3 separate regions of the Mus musculus genome follow, and regions 2 and 3 are each linked to region 1. Evidence: chromatin contacts called from public HiChIP or PLAC-seq and capture Hi-C data. All regions are on one chromosome and are shown on one strand. Each heading gives the region's core, a stretch centred on a gene start, on an enhancer-like site or on the middle of the called end of the contact. The rest is flanking DNA. Distances are from core to core; before and after follow the strand shown. Region 1 overlaps Myo10 (myosin X). Region 2 has its middle 13 kb from the start of 4930445E18Rik. Region 3 overlaps Basp1 (brain abundant, membrane attached signal protein 1).

Region 1 (4,674 bases), core at 1,512-4,011:
GACCTGTGGGCGTCTGTTTTCTCTTTGTATCATGTCATCGGGCTTGGTGGCAGGTACCCTTAGCCACAGAGCCCTCCTCCTGGTCCGGCAACAGGGATTTGTACCTCCCTTCTCCCCATTGTCAATGGTGACTTGTTTTAAGGAGTGTAGTGCTTTTGGCAAAGCTAGTTGTTTCAAGACTCCATCTTTCTTTAGAAACCAAACCTTGTGTGTTTTGTGTTTCAGCGGGGAAAGCGGAGCTGGGAAAACGGAAAGCACCAAGCTGATCCTCAAGTTCCTGTCCGTCATCAGCCAGCAGACTTTGGACCTGGGCCTGCAGGAGAAGACATCCAGCGTCGAGCAAGCCATCCTTCAAAGCAGGTAGCGAGCGCATCACCTTTCTCCCTCCCGGGCCAAAGGGCGAAAAGCTTCAGGCTTCCCTTCTGGAACCGAATAGCTATAAATTAGTCGGTCTGTTTCTCTTCCCGGCTTGCCTGTTAGGATCTCATTAAGAGATCTCAGCTGTGAACCTTTCATCCCAGCACAGGGGAGGCAGAGGCAGGCAAATCTCTGTGAATTCAAGGCCAGGTGGGCCTAGAGGGTTCCATGCTAGGAAGGGTGATATAGCGAGCCTTTGTCTCCCCTCCCCCCACCATTGCCCCTCCTGCCCCTCCCAAAATTGAACCGGTCTTGACATGGACTTAGCACTTCCTGCAGCCTTCAGCAACACCTGCTTGGGCAGATGCATCTCCTGGTCCATCCATCCTTCCTCCCTCTGTCCCATCCCATCCCTGTCGGGCCATTATAGGCAGTACTTCATGGTTCTAAGAAGCAGACTGACTGCAGCTGCTGATGGAAGCTCTCAGACACACACTAACCCAGTTGCTGTAGCATTCAGACAGAGAAACGCAGTCAGTGTGAGCACAGGGCATTTGCACAGCCTCACTTGGGACAGATCAGCAGTACCCAGCCATGATCCTGACATGAACTGACAGAAGGCTGTGTGGCTGAGTATCATCTGCTGACTCATTTGGTGTCTGATTAGCGCCTTGTCAGGTTGTACCGAGAGAGACATTACAGACCCCGGATGCAGAGAGCTGACCTGGGGTCAGCAAACTGCAGCCTAGTATAATATCCTGCAGTTTTGTTTTGGTTTGTTTTCAGTTGGAGATACAGCTCAGTGGTAAAATGCTTGCTTAGCATTTTCAAGGTCTAAAGTACCATGCATACACTTGTGTACACACACACACATATACACCTGCACACACACAAATTACACTTAAGTATATATGCCTTTAGTTTTTAGCCCTGCTTCCAGCCTGTAGCTCAGCAAGGGTCATCACCCTCCATTTTCAGAGTTCTTCACCCGCCTCCTTCAGCGTTCTTCATAAATAATTTCCTTGGGACCCTGCCATGCTTGCTTGTGCTGTTTCTGGCAACTTTTAGACAACAGAAGCAGCACTGAGTAGTTTCAGCAGGGACCGCATGCTCTGAAAGCTGACAATAGCATCTGGCCCTTTACGGCCCTGCCTGTCACACCCTTGGTCTATCCTGACTCTGTTTAACAGTTGGAGAAGATCTGGAAGATGTTAAATAAATTACCTCCAGGCCATGGTGCAAACATGTGGAAGGCCCAGCATCCAGGGCTTTTCAGATCCTAGATGGGGGGGTCTCTTCTGTACATCTCCCGGGCACTGCTGTAGCCAAGTTCATTTGTCAGAGCTGAGCCATGTGGTCCCCTTAGCTGTGCAGCTTCCTCTCCCTGCATAGCTAACCATCTTCTTAGTCTCTCTCATTCTAGAGGATGTTCAGGAGAAGCCCGTCTCAGCAAGTGTTTAGAAAAGCCAACTCTTCTTTAAATAAACAGAGTCAGGCTGGACCCTCCCTGGGCTGCAGATTCCTTCCATTTGTGTGTATTAGCGTTGGCCCTGAGTGATGCCCTCTTGTCCTCTGTCCACAGCCCAATCATGGAAGCATTTGGCAATGCGAAGACAGTATACAACAACAACTCCAGTCGCTTCGGGAAGTTTGTTCAGCTGAACATCTGCCAGCAGGGAAACATTCAGGGAGGAAGAATTGTAGATTGTATCCTGTTTCGTTTCATGGCTGGCTTTGTATTTGGCCCTGACAGTGAGAACTTTGTTCTCTTACTGTAAGGGGCCCAAAAGAACGTGAAATACTTGTTTCTCTAGCTCAAGGGTTCTTTTCTCTTTAATATCATTGCATCTGGCCTGTTAGTTACTTTACAAGGTAAATGATCATTTTTCCTTTGGAAATGTCTCAGATTATGCCCATAGTCTAGATTCATCGCTTATTATCTGATTTCTGTTGCTATAATGTGATGTCTGACGGGATACTTGATAGGAAAAAAAAAGTATTTATCAAGTTTTGCCTTTTAAAAAAAAATAGCCGTAAACCAGAAAGTAGTGATACATACCTTTAGTCCCAGCACTTGGGAGGCAGAGGCAGACAGGTCTCTGTGTTTGAGGCTAGCCTAGTCTACAAAGTGAGTGCAAGAACAACCAGGGCTATACACAGAAATATAAACAAACAAACAAATAAAAAAATAAAGATTAAAGCAGCTTTATCTTAGGTCACCGTTTAGGCTAAGATATTAATAAGTCAAGTATTCTGGCTCTGGTACAAGCCATCTTGCTCCGTTGTAGCATGGTGGTTAGCGTCCTAGATGGCCGGCGGGGGCATGCCTGAGAGGTCACATGCCAAGAAGTTAGAGGAAGAGAGAACCTGACTGGGCGGACTCCACCCTTGACTGTCTCAAGAAACTGACATGCTTGTAAGATCAGCATTAGCATAACTATAGTAACAGTGACCTAGCCACCTTCTCTTGGGCCTCACCTTGTGTGAGGGCTCTTCCACATGGCCCCTTGGGGCTACATTTAAGCCATGTCTGCCCTGGAGCAGCACTAGAACCAAGCACTAGTGTTCAGTTGGGCACCATGACATTGGGCCTGGGTTTAGGTGACGTGGGCTTTGCTTGTTTGGTGTCATTTGGCACCAGTAGCAGCAACGCAGACAGATGAGTGAGCCACAACTCAAGCAACCAGGCCAGCACACTGCTCCCCACCCCCACCTCCATGCCACCAGTATCTGTTTTCTTCCTTGACCTTCCATTACTTCTCGAATGAAGATTTATTAGAAAAAGTAAGTACTCATGGCTCAGTTTTCCTATAATGACAGTTTTCAGAGATTGTTTTGTATTAAGTGATAAAAACATTTATATATATATATATAAATTTGGTTTCTCCTCACAGAACCGAGTAGTGAGGCAGAATCCCGGGGAGAGGAATTATCACATATTCTATGCACTGCTGGCAGGGCTGGACCAGGGAGAGCGAGGTGAGTGACGAACAGGTTCAGCAGAGACAGGGGGGTGGCAGCTTGTCTCCTGCTCAAAACACACTGTAGATGGCACCTCAGCAGTCCGTGATGTCCACCAGTTGCAGTAAAATGTGTGAGTGCAGCGGGTGTACCAGAGATGCCGGCTGAGGTCATCTGAGGATCACCCCAGCACAGGGGAAAAACTAGCAGCAGAGAAACCTCAAACTATTTGTAATCTTAGTACACTTTGAATGTAACGGATATTTGTGAGACATATATAATGTAATGCAAGCAGCTTTATTTCTGTGTGTGTGTGTGCACATGTTTATCTGTGTTTTCTCTGTACATACACATGTGTCTGTATTTTTGTATGCACGCATGTAAACTAGTGAGTTCCCATGTTTGTGCATAGAGGCCAGAAGGTGATGTCAGAGGCACCCCCATTGCTCTCTGCATTACCTTTGGAGCCAGGATCTCTCACTGAACCTGGACCTTGCCATTGAGTCTGTGCTGGTTGGCCAGCGAGCCTGGCGTTACAAACTCACTACCCCATATGATATATTCTTTTAATCATTTATTTTTGCTTCATGTGCACTGGTGTTTGAGGGACTCAGATTCCTTGGAACGGCAGCTGCAGAGGGTTGGGAGCCGCCACGTGGTTGCTGGGAATTGAACTCACGTCCTAGGGAAGAGCAGCCAGTACTCTTAACCACTGAGCCATCTCCCTAGGCAAAGGTTATACTTTTAAAACACACCTAGGTGACAGTCATTTCTAAGTGTGTGCTTATTTTCCTTTATTGTCCTACTAGAGGATAGCCTGAGAGCTTCTGTGTCCTAAGCGAGCCCTCCCACTTAACCATCCCTAACCGAAATGCTTGGCTTTTAGAAGAAAACAATAAAGCAAGAGTCTCGTTAATGGGTTCTCTATGGTTCTGCTTACTTTAATGAAGTTTTTATTTCCCTGGGATTTCTAAAAAGTAGCTCTACCAGCATCTTAGTGTGTGGTCATTTGGGATATAGACTTGGGTGTGTGCTCTAGTTATTAAAACCAGAATAGAGTCTTCAGTGTACTCAGGTAAATTACAGTGATGTCTTCTGAATTTTGTCAGCTATACCAGCCGGGCACTGATGTCGCATCTTTCTTTGTCTTTCTGTAGAAGAATTTTATTTATCTTTGCCAGAAAACTACCATTACTTGAATCAGTCTGGGTGTACGGAAGACAAGACGATCAGCGACCAGGAATCCTTCAGACAAGTTATCGTAAGTTCAGTTTTAAAAATGTTCTCCTGATAAGAGTAGGAGTTTCATTTTTGCTCTTAAAAAAAAGGGTTGTTTTTTTTTTTTTTTTTTTTTTT
Region 2 (4,674 bases), core at 1,468-3,967, 420 kb before region 1:
TTTGGGGAATTTTTTCAGCATGGACTTTGTATGAACTTCTATTTTAATACTTTAAAACACTGTTTATCTTGATGGCTGGTTTTGGAGGGCGTTCTTCTTTTTTTCTTTTTAGTGGGTTTGTTGTTGTGTACCTCTTTAAAATTCTCCCGGGGTGTGAATTGCCATGACCCCAGCAGAAGAGAGCATCTGAACACTGAACTGAAGGGAATGCCTCCTAAGGCACTGAAGTCCCCAGAAGCTACGGCCAGCTGTGTCACCTTCTGTGATGAAGTAAGTTGCACAGCTGGGACTAAGGACCTCAAGATAAGAAACCGCCTTGGGTTGCCCAGGTGGCCCTCTCTAGCCTCAGGGAAGGAACAGCAAGAGGGGACAGGTGTTAACAGAAGCAGGAAACAGAACTTTTGGAGACTCTGCTACTAAGGGTGAGGAGATGGGAGCAGACAACAACCCAAATTGCTCTGCAGGATCCAGAAATTGAAGAAGATGAGGAAAGAGACTCCAGAGTCTCTGGGAGGAATGCAATCCTGCTATCACTTTGACTTTTATTATTCCAGAGACCGGGTTGGATAGCTGACCCTTGGAATATGTAGCAATTAGTCTATGGGTTTAGGTTGTTTGTGGTGGCAATTTGAAGTAGATCGGAGAACTGCTGTCGTGGGACTCTAATAAGTAAGCATAAGAGACTTCTAAGGGTACAGCATCAGCTTGACAGGTACACCCAGGACCTATCCTCTTTCGTCACTCCAATACCGGCCTGCTCTTTTAGTTCTTAGCATCAGCCCTCAGCATTTGCTGGGAGGAAATGAGGAGTTCTTGGCCTGCCAGGTAGCTGCTCATTCGTGTCCATAGTGTCTCCAGTGTGCAGATGGAAAACAAGGGTCCTGTTGTCTACTGCCGTGAAAGTTTTCAAGGCCAAAATACAGAGCTCCAACCTTAACTCTTTTCCAATGAGCATGGTCCTGAGATGCTAAAGTACCTTGTACTTCTTATTAGAAAATAACAATTCCTTGACCAGTGAACCTTTTTACTGGATTAAAAAGAGCTATAATGAAGTCTACTTCCATTGTTCACCTGGTATGCGAATTTGCAGGAAACCCTAAATGCCAACATTGAAACAATTTTCTATCCTTAGAAAAAAATATTCTTGGGGTTGGGGATTTAGCTCAGTGGTAGAGCACTTGCCTAGCGAGGGCAAGGCCCTGGATTCAGTCCTCAGCTCTGGGAAAAAAAAGAAAAAGAAAAAACATATTCTTGCCTTGTCTTATTGTATCCTGTTTTGACTTTTTTGGCTATTGACTTTTGAAGTCTTGCTCTTTTTCTAAGAGGAGGTGGAGGGAGGAATTGGATGAGGGCAGAGTAACACTGGAAAGTAGAGATATATTGTATAGAAAGAGAATCTGTTTTCAATTAAAAAATAACTTATTCTTGTGTTTACCTACGATAAAGAGGGATGGTGTTGTTTCAGTGACTGCATTGTGAACTGAAGAGATAAAGGGTGGCCTCTAATGCCAAAGCAGAACTTACTCCCCAAGTACATGACCAGTCAGCCATTTGAAATTTAAGATTTATTTTCTCTTAAGAGCAAGATGGTTAGTATGCTATAAACATTGCAATCATTTGCATTATAACAAAACATAGAAAACTTTGCATTTGTATGCCAAGGACCAGCATTGGCTTGAAGAGGGATTCTGAGAAGGTGTGTGTGTGTGTGTGTGTGTGTGTGTTCTGCTCTGCTCTAGACAGTTTTTTCTTGCTATTCTAAAATACTCTCTAGTTGAGAGAGCTAGCTTTCTGCTTGAGACCCCTCTCTCTGCTAGTAAGAATCCTAAAAGCTCCCTGGATAGTTCATGGGTTCTCTGACCAAATTTACAAAATATGCAAAAAAAAAAAAATCTCAAGTCTTCTGATGAAGTCAGAAATCCTGTTAGTAACGTTCTAAAAGTAACTCTTGGGTTTCCCGATCAAAATCAGAAAGCCAAAAGAATTCTAAGAGAACTTTATGCTCTCCAGACAGCCTTTTCTGGATAGCCACTAGAAAACCGTCTAAAAGAGCTGTGTTACCTCTCTATGTAATTACTGGGATTTCTGTTAGAAATTCTATTATAAAACTTCTAGAAGAGCAATGAAATTTTCTAGAAGGGCTGTGTTCACTCTCCATAGATTTTCCAAATAAAATGAGAACTCCTATCAGAAAAAAACATATTTTTAAAAACTTTATTTATTTTAGGTATGAGTACACTGTAGCTGTCTTCAGACACTCCAGACAAGGGCATCAGATCCCATTACAGACTGTTGTGAGCCACCATATGGTTGATGGGAATTGAACTCAGGACCTCTGGAAGAACAATCAGTGAGTGTTCTTAACTGCTGAGCCATCCCTCCAGCCCCTAGAAAAGATTCTTAAAGAGCTGTGTGTGCTCTCCAGAAATCTCTAGATAACTCAGGTCTCAATAGAAAAAAATTCTAAAACAGAACTGCTATAGCTTTTTGCTAGCTCATCACATACAAACCAAAAGCCCAGATTCTTATTTACCTATCAATTCAGCTATTTATTCTAGGTTTCCTCTGGACCATCCCATAAATCAGCATCCTGTGACTTTAACCCCTTGACTCTTAGGGAGAGACAGAAAGCATAAACACAGACAATAAGATAGTTGGGTGGGGCCTTCCTGTCTGTGCCTGTTGACCTTCAGCACAAACTCTGCAGTCAGTCCCACAGCACCCAGAGAATCCCCCGCTCCCAGGTGCTCTAGCAAGCCCAGGATCTTAGGATCAGGGATGAATAGGAGAACAGCTGTTCCAACACCACCAGGAATAATTGTGACCAGCAGGATCCAGGGATGCAGGAACCCTGCCTGACCAGTGGCTTGGGTTCCTTCTGGTCTGTGCCAGCTTACCTTGGGCACAAATTCTGCAGCCAGTCCCAACAGCACCCAGTGGAGGCTCAAGTCCCAGGCATTCTAACACAGTCAGGATCCCAGGATCCAGGATCCCAGGAGCTTGGTCACAACAGGATCTCAGGGTCCCAGAGGCAGCCTGACTCCCAGGAATTCTGACATAACCAAAATCTCAGGATCACAGGATCTCCGAATCAGAGGATCACAGAGACAACTGGACTATGAGGAGTTCTGACACAACCAGGATTACAGGAAGAACCGGCTCCAGTCAGATATCGAGAGCAGGTAGCACAAGAGATAGTCAGATGGTGGGAGGCAAGTATAAGAACAAAAGCAACAGAAACCAAGGTTACTTGGCGTCATCAGAATCCAATTCTCTGACCATAACAAGTCCTGGATATACCATCACACCAGAAAAGCAAGACTCAGATCTAAAATCACTTCTCATGACGATGACAGAGGACTTTTAAAAGGACATAAATGACTCCCTTAAAGAAATACAGGAGAAGCTGGGCAGTTGTGGCACACGCCTTTAATCCCAGCACTTGGGAGGCAGAGGCAGGCAGATTTCTGAGTGTGAGGCCAGCCTGGTTTGCAAAGTGAGTTCCAGAACAGCCAGGGCTACACAGAGAAACCCTGTCTCAAAAAATTAAGAAAGAAAGAAGGAAAGAAAGAAAGAAAGAAAGAAAGAAAGAAAGAAAGAGGGAGGGAGGGAGGGAGGGAGGGAGGGAGGGAGGGAGGGAGGAAGGAAGGAAGAAAGAAAGAAAGAAAGAAAGAAAGAAAGAAAGAAAGAAAGAAAGAAAGAGGAAAAAAAGAAAAGAAAAGAAAAGAAAAGAGAAGAGAAGAGAAGAAAAGAAAAGAAAAGAAAAGAAAAGAAAAGAAAAGAAAAGAAAAGAAAAGAAATTCAGGAGAACACAGGTAAACAGGTAGCACTCTTAAAGAGGAAACACAAAAATCTTTCAAAGGATTACAGGAAAACACAATGAAACAGGCGAAAGAAATGAACAAAACCATCCAAAATCGAAAAATATAAATAGAAACAATAAAGAAGTCACAAACAGAGACAACTTTGAAGTTAAAAAATCCAGAAAAGAGATCAGGAGATATAGATGCAAGCATCACCAACAGCATACAAGAGGTAGAAGAGAGACTCTCAGGTGCAGAAGATACCATAGAAAACATTGACACAACAGTCAAAGAAAATGCAAAAAATCAAAAAGCTCCTAATCCAAAACATCCAGCAAATCCAGGACACATTGAAAAAACAAAACCTAATGATAATAGAAGAGAGTGAAGATTCCCAACTTAAAGGGCGAGTAAATATCTTCAACAATATTATAGAAGAAAACTTTTCTAACATAAAGAGATGCCCATGAACATACAAGAAACCTACAGAACTCCAAATAGACTGGACCAGAAGAGAAATTCCTCCTGTCACATAATAATCAAAACAAAGAAAGAATATTAAAAGCAGTAAGGGAAAAAGGTCAAGTAACATATAAAGGCAGACCTATCAGCATTACACCAAAGACTATGAAAGCTAGAAGATCCTGAGCAGATGTCATACAGACCCTAAGAGAACATAAATGCCAGCCCAGATTTCTATACCCAACAAAACTCTCAATTACCATAGACAAAGAAACTAAGATATACCATGACAAAACCAAATTTACACAATAGTTTTCCACAAACCCAGCCCTACAAAGAATAATATACAGAAAACACCAACACAAGGAGGGAAACTACACCCTAGAAAAAGCAAGAAAGTAATCTTTCA
Region 3 (4,674 bases), core at 1,262-3,761, 350 kb before region 1:
TGAATTCTATGAAGAGAAGAGAAAAAGAAATCCCTCCAAAGAAATGAATGCTAAGATTACAGCATAAACGTTTTCTGAGAGCATTCTCATTCCTTCCATAGGTCTAAGGCTTAACACACAAAATACCTTTGACCTTGGAAGACACTGTCTTACATTTTGATTCTAACTGAGCTCAGAAGCCTGGGGAATTATTTTCTCAGGAAAAATATTTAGTTCATTTCTAAATACCCACGGCCTCTCTAATAGACTCGGGAATGATGGAATTGTCTAAGAAATTCTTATCCACTGAACTTTTTTTCTTTTTAATGAAAGGCTATTATTTCTATATTTACTAAAGTAGAAAAGCCACTGACAGTCAGAAAGGGGCAGCACTTTAGGGCTGAGAACACAACTCAAGTGGTACAGAATATTCCAGGACCCGCTGTGTGAGGTGGTAACAAGCCAATCATCGCAGCACTCGGGGTTTAGAATCCAAGGCCAGCCTGGGATGGAGAAGCCCGTGCCTAACACAAAAATGTTTTTTCAAACGTTTTGAAAGGACAACATTTTGTAAGATTTTGTTGGACCTGTAAAAGCAGAGGATCTAGAAGAGCAGTTGTGGCTTTTAAAGCTACTGGCCTTGCTTGGAGAAGAGCAAAGTCATAGTGACCTGAAGCATGGTTAGGCCACAGCTTCTTTATTTGCACATGAAAGCCAACAGGGGAGAAAGTCTTCCAGAGAATGGCAAAGAGCTGCTCATTCTAAGAGAAGCCAAGCCTCTAACCCTCCTGATGCCATCTTTGGAGGATGCTCTGCTCCGCACGCAATCCACTCTCATATTTATACCTTACAGACACTAAAGTCACAGACAGGAGCAAAAGCATGCAGCAGCGGAGAGTTGAAGCCTTGGCTTCATTTTTAACAAAAGCAAAGGCCACAGTGTTGGGAACCAGGAGATCCAGCAGGGCCTTGCCTTCATTTCTAGTCACCTTGGCCATTGATACATTGCTTTGGTGAATGGAAACAATGTGACCCAGTTCCAGGAGTAAAGAACAGTGACTGTATCCATTCCAATGAGGTCCCTCAACCTCTCCCAGTAGTAACCCCCTACAATGCATGGCAGGCCTATTATCTGGACCTTTTTTTGGGTTTCATCAAGAGAAATGCAACAGGATTGAGGGCCTAGCTCAGCAGCTAAGTGTACATGCTGACCAAGCACGAGGACCTAAGTTCAAATCCCCAGATCCCACCTGGAAAGCTGAGAATGGTTATACATGTGACTGTAATCCCTGCTCATCGGGGAGAGAAACAGGAGGATTTCTGGGGAGTGGTGGAGTAGTGACATCTTCCACTGATCTCTTTGCAGGCACAGGAGTTTGTACATCTGCACAGGAATGAGTGTATACATCAGGTAAGTTCTCTCATACACCAGGTACGTTCTCTCGTTCTCTCTCTCTCTCTCTCTCTCTCTCTCACACACACACACACACAGAGAGAGAGAGAGAGACACAAATACAAGAGTTTCACAGCTTTACAAACAAAAGACCTACATTCTTATAACATGTGACACTTCATAGCCCCATGTCCTAGGACAGTATCTGACCCACATGGAAGCCACCATGGAACTTGTTGTGTGGTTTCCTGATACACTGTGAGTTTCCTGGAGCTGTGGTTCCCATGTGGTTTCTCTGATTTTTGATGGAAAACACATCCAGTGGTGTGTCGGCATGTCGATGAGGGAGAGTGGGAGAACTAGGGGTTAAATCCAGCAGTGAGGAGCAGAACGGGAGCGGTATTCACTTTAACAAGCCGTCAGCCCTTTGAAAAAGGTCTAAAGAACGCTATGCAGTGAAGCTTCCTCGAAGGCCCTTGGACTAACTTGGGTCACCCAGCAGACCCCAACCTGACAGCATGCAAACCGACAGCGCTTACACGTGGATGTCTTCTGGTGTTTGCATGCTAGGCATGTGGATGAGCAATGCCCTTTTCATTTTAGCAGAGTTCCTTGGTCCTATTTCCACATCATAGTTTTTAGAGTGACTGAAGAACAGAAGCCCCAATCGGAGCACAGCCCTTCTTCAGGAGATGCCCAAGTGCATTAGGAGGCAAATCCAGGGCATTAGCTAACACACACCATGATATGCCCAATTCTATTTCTCATAACATGCTTTATCTTAATTCTACGCCATGGGTTAATACAGCTTTGTGACTTAATAAAGCTCGTTGCTGTGCACTAACCAGCACACACTAATAGCACAAGGACAAGAAAATGGCTTTAAAACGTCCATGTGACCCAAAGGCTACTAGGTATGTCTGTTACTTCGCAGGCTATCTACATTTGTGTCTTCTTTCTCTGCACTAATAACATCTAAGCACTTCTTACATAAAACAGCTGCCAAACACTGCAAAGTTCCTATTTTGAAAATGCAAATTTGGATTAGTTAGCCACTTTAACTAGCATCAGCAGAATAGAGTCCTTAAGTGTGACAGCAAACATTATTATGCAGACGACTCCATATCTGCAGGAAGACCCAGTGAGAATATGCAGCAGCCGGTTCTGAGACTAGAGCGTTATTTCTGGGTTGATTTCAAGATCATCATGTGGCACACACAGAAGTAATCTTCTGATTGGGTTTCTATCTTATAATCAGTAGAAAATATGTCTGCCAAGGAAGGCTGCTAGGTACCAACTCTCCTTTCTTGACAAAGTTTGGTATGATAACTTCGGTATGATAACTACATCCTGGGACAAGAAACTGTCAATTCCATTAACTTAGAGCTGCAAAGCTAAGCAGTTTTAGATACCAGAAAACCAACTACTGACATTTTTTAAATCAATATAAAGTTACAGTGGGCTCGTGAGTTACATCTGCTTACACATTTATCACAAGTTGGATTTACAACCACTCGGAATGGAAGAATCTAAGCTATTTGTCAAAGCTAGTTGGGACTGGGTGTGGTGCTGGTGTATGCATACCTATGATTCCTACACTGGAGCAGCTGAGGCAGGAGGATTGAAAACTCAAGGACAATCTAGGCCACACAACAAGGATTTCTTTTACAAACACTTCAAACCACACACACACACAAGCTGAAACACGCTGAGAGGGAGTCTCCCTTACCTTAAAGAAAGAATTAACAGAGAATAAAGAAGCAAAGGGTGGTTTTATAAGTATAAATAGAGAAAGTGTCTAAAATGGTTTGTCAGGCCTACTAATTTCCATTTGGAAGAAATGATTGGTTCCTTTATTCTAAATGGTCAAATTTTTTATTCCAAAAGAGAGAAACGAGGTAAAGACAATGTAGCCTTTGTGTCTGGGGGATTCTTAGCAGTACGTGTTCCCACACAGTGATTTGCTGTCAAGTTTCTTCAATGCCTGATGAGAATCTCCATTATTAAACTTACTGTTTGTCACTGTCTGGTTCAGTCAAAGCTTTTATTCAGCAATTCTAACATCACTACCATTTCGGGATGGCAATGTTCTCCATGGAGAGAGAACCGCATTAAGAGTTGTCAACCCAGCTTAAGTTCCCAAGGCAAAGTTTTAAAATATCATGAGTAAAAACTGAGAGAACGCATTTTTTTAAGACAATATTTTCCCTTGTTACAATAAAATGGGCTCAGTATTATGAAAACATATTGGAAGGGATTATTCGAAAGGGAGAGAGGGAGGGAGGGAGGGAGGGAGGGAGGGAGGGAGGGAGGGAGGGAAGAAGGGGTAGAAGAAAGAAAAAGGCAAAAGGTATATCCCCACATGCAAATGCATACACTCACTCTCCTATGACCCAAATTTTCTGAACAGTTGACTAAGATGAATTTTGTCTTCAAAAGTTCAGTAATGTACAAGAACACAGAAAGCTTTTCCAGCACAAAGAAAGAACAGTGGATCTTGAGTGACCTCCCTGTTCTAACTCACCCATCCCAGGCCAGTCCTACAGAAGCATACTCAGAGTATATCTCTAGGGATGAGACAGAGAGACGGAGACGGAGACAGAGACAGAGACAGAGAGAGAGAGACAGAGAGAGAGAGAGAGAGAGAGAGAGAGAGAACAGCATGAAGAGGAACCTGGGGGAATCAGTATGATCAAAATTCATTTAGAAATATATAAAATAAAGAGTGGAGGCAGAGCTTTATTTGAAGCACGTGAGTCTGAAACCTGATGAACAGTAAGCAGAAGGGAATGGATACAGCCTAGGGAGACAATGCATATAAACACCATAAGAGTGAAAAATGAGATGACCATTGAGGTCAAAAGAGCAAGGAATGTTTATTGACTAAGTAGAAACATCAAAATTACTTACATACATGACTTAGTCTCCCTAAGATAATTTTAATGGTTGATCTCTATGTACATTGACATACTATCCTACAAGGAAGAAATTATTACTAGTCCCCTCCTTCCCATGAGAAAACTGGGGATTATAGGAGGTTAATAACTCACCCTCAGCCAGCAAACAACTAATGGTGTGTAAAGTCACAACGTGGCTCCCCAGTGCAGCTCCTTAACCAAAGGAAAAGCATCCTGGAGGGATAGGGCAAGTACCCTTGAAGGATAAGTAAGCTTTCAACTGGAAAATCATGAGAAAATGCAAGGTGTTAGCATCCCTGGGAACAAACAGGAAGTGCTCCTTGAAAACTATCAGAAAATCCTTTGAAATCCATTCATGAAATAGCCAAGGACAGATTTTTCCCA

What was found. HiChIP or PLAC-seq counts read pairs in DNA pulled down with a chosen protein or histone mark. Capture Hi-C pulls out chosen DNA fragments and counts their contacts.
Region 2: an H3K27ac HiChIP or PLAC-seq map of embryonic stem cells shows a contact between it and region 1, with 2.7 times the contacts expected there. The contact joins two enhancer-like sites. A contact is called at or near these places in 1 of 484 Hi-C or Micro-C datasets (cerebellum) and 3 of 115 datasets of contacts at active chromatin or transcription factors (astrocytes and embryonic stem cells).
Region 3: a contact with region 1 is called in a capture Hi-C map of embryonic stem cells, with 2.2 times the contacts expected there. The contact joins two enhancer-like sites. A contact is called at or near these places in 2 of 484 Hi-C or Micro-C datasets (cortical neurons and embryonic fibroblasts), 1 of 115 datasets of contacts at active chromatin or transcription factors (stem cell-derived neural progenitor cells) and 1 of 9 other capture datasets (embryonic stem cells).

Annotation. Positions count from the first base shown.
Region 1 is chr15:25,721,945-25,726,618 of GRCm38.p6, forward strand. Myo10 (myosin X) reads left to right here. Exons shown (of 41, transcript NM_019472.2): 5 at 226-360; 6 at 1,940-2,064; 7 at 3,128-3,141; 8 at 3,252-3,336; 9 at 4,476-4,579. Among named protein-coding and RNA genes, the nearest start is that of Myo10, 100 kb to the left of the region's middle. Within about 2 kb of position 2,762, at least 27 of the 459 cell types and tissues checked have an H3K27ac peak or open chromatin away from gene starts, as enhancers often do. A contact at or near this core is called in embryonic stem cells, where this site is marked.
Region 2 is chr15:25,303,289-25,307,962 of GRCm38.p6, forward strand. No RefSeq gene overlaps it. Among named protein-coding and RNA genes, the nearest start is that of 4930445E18Rik, 13 kb to the left of the region's middle. Within about 2 kb of position 2,718, at least 5 of the 459 cell types and tissues checked have an H3K27ac peak or open chromatin away from gene starts, as enhancers often do. A contact at or near this core is called in embryonic stem cells, where this site is marked.
Region 3 is chr15:25,370,725-25,375,398 of GRCm38.p6, forward strand. All of the region lies in intron 1 of Basp1 (brain abundant, membrane attached signal protein 1), which reads right to left. Among named protein-coding and RNA genes, the nearest start is that of Basp1, 41 kb to the right of the region's middle. Within about 2 kb of position 2,512, at least 13 of the 459 cell types and tissues checked have an H3K27ac peak or open chromatin away from gene starts, as enhancers often do. A contact at or near this core is called in embryonic stem cells, where this site is marked.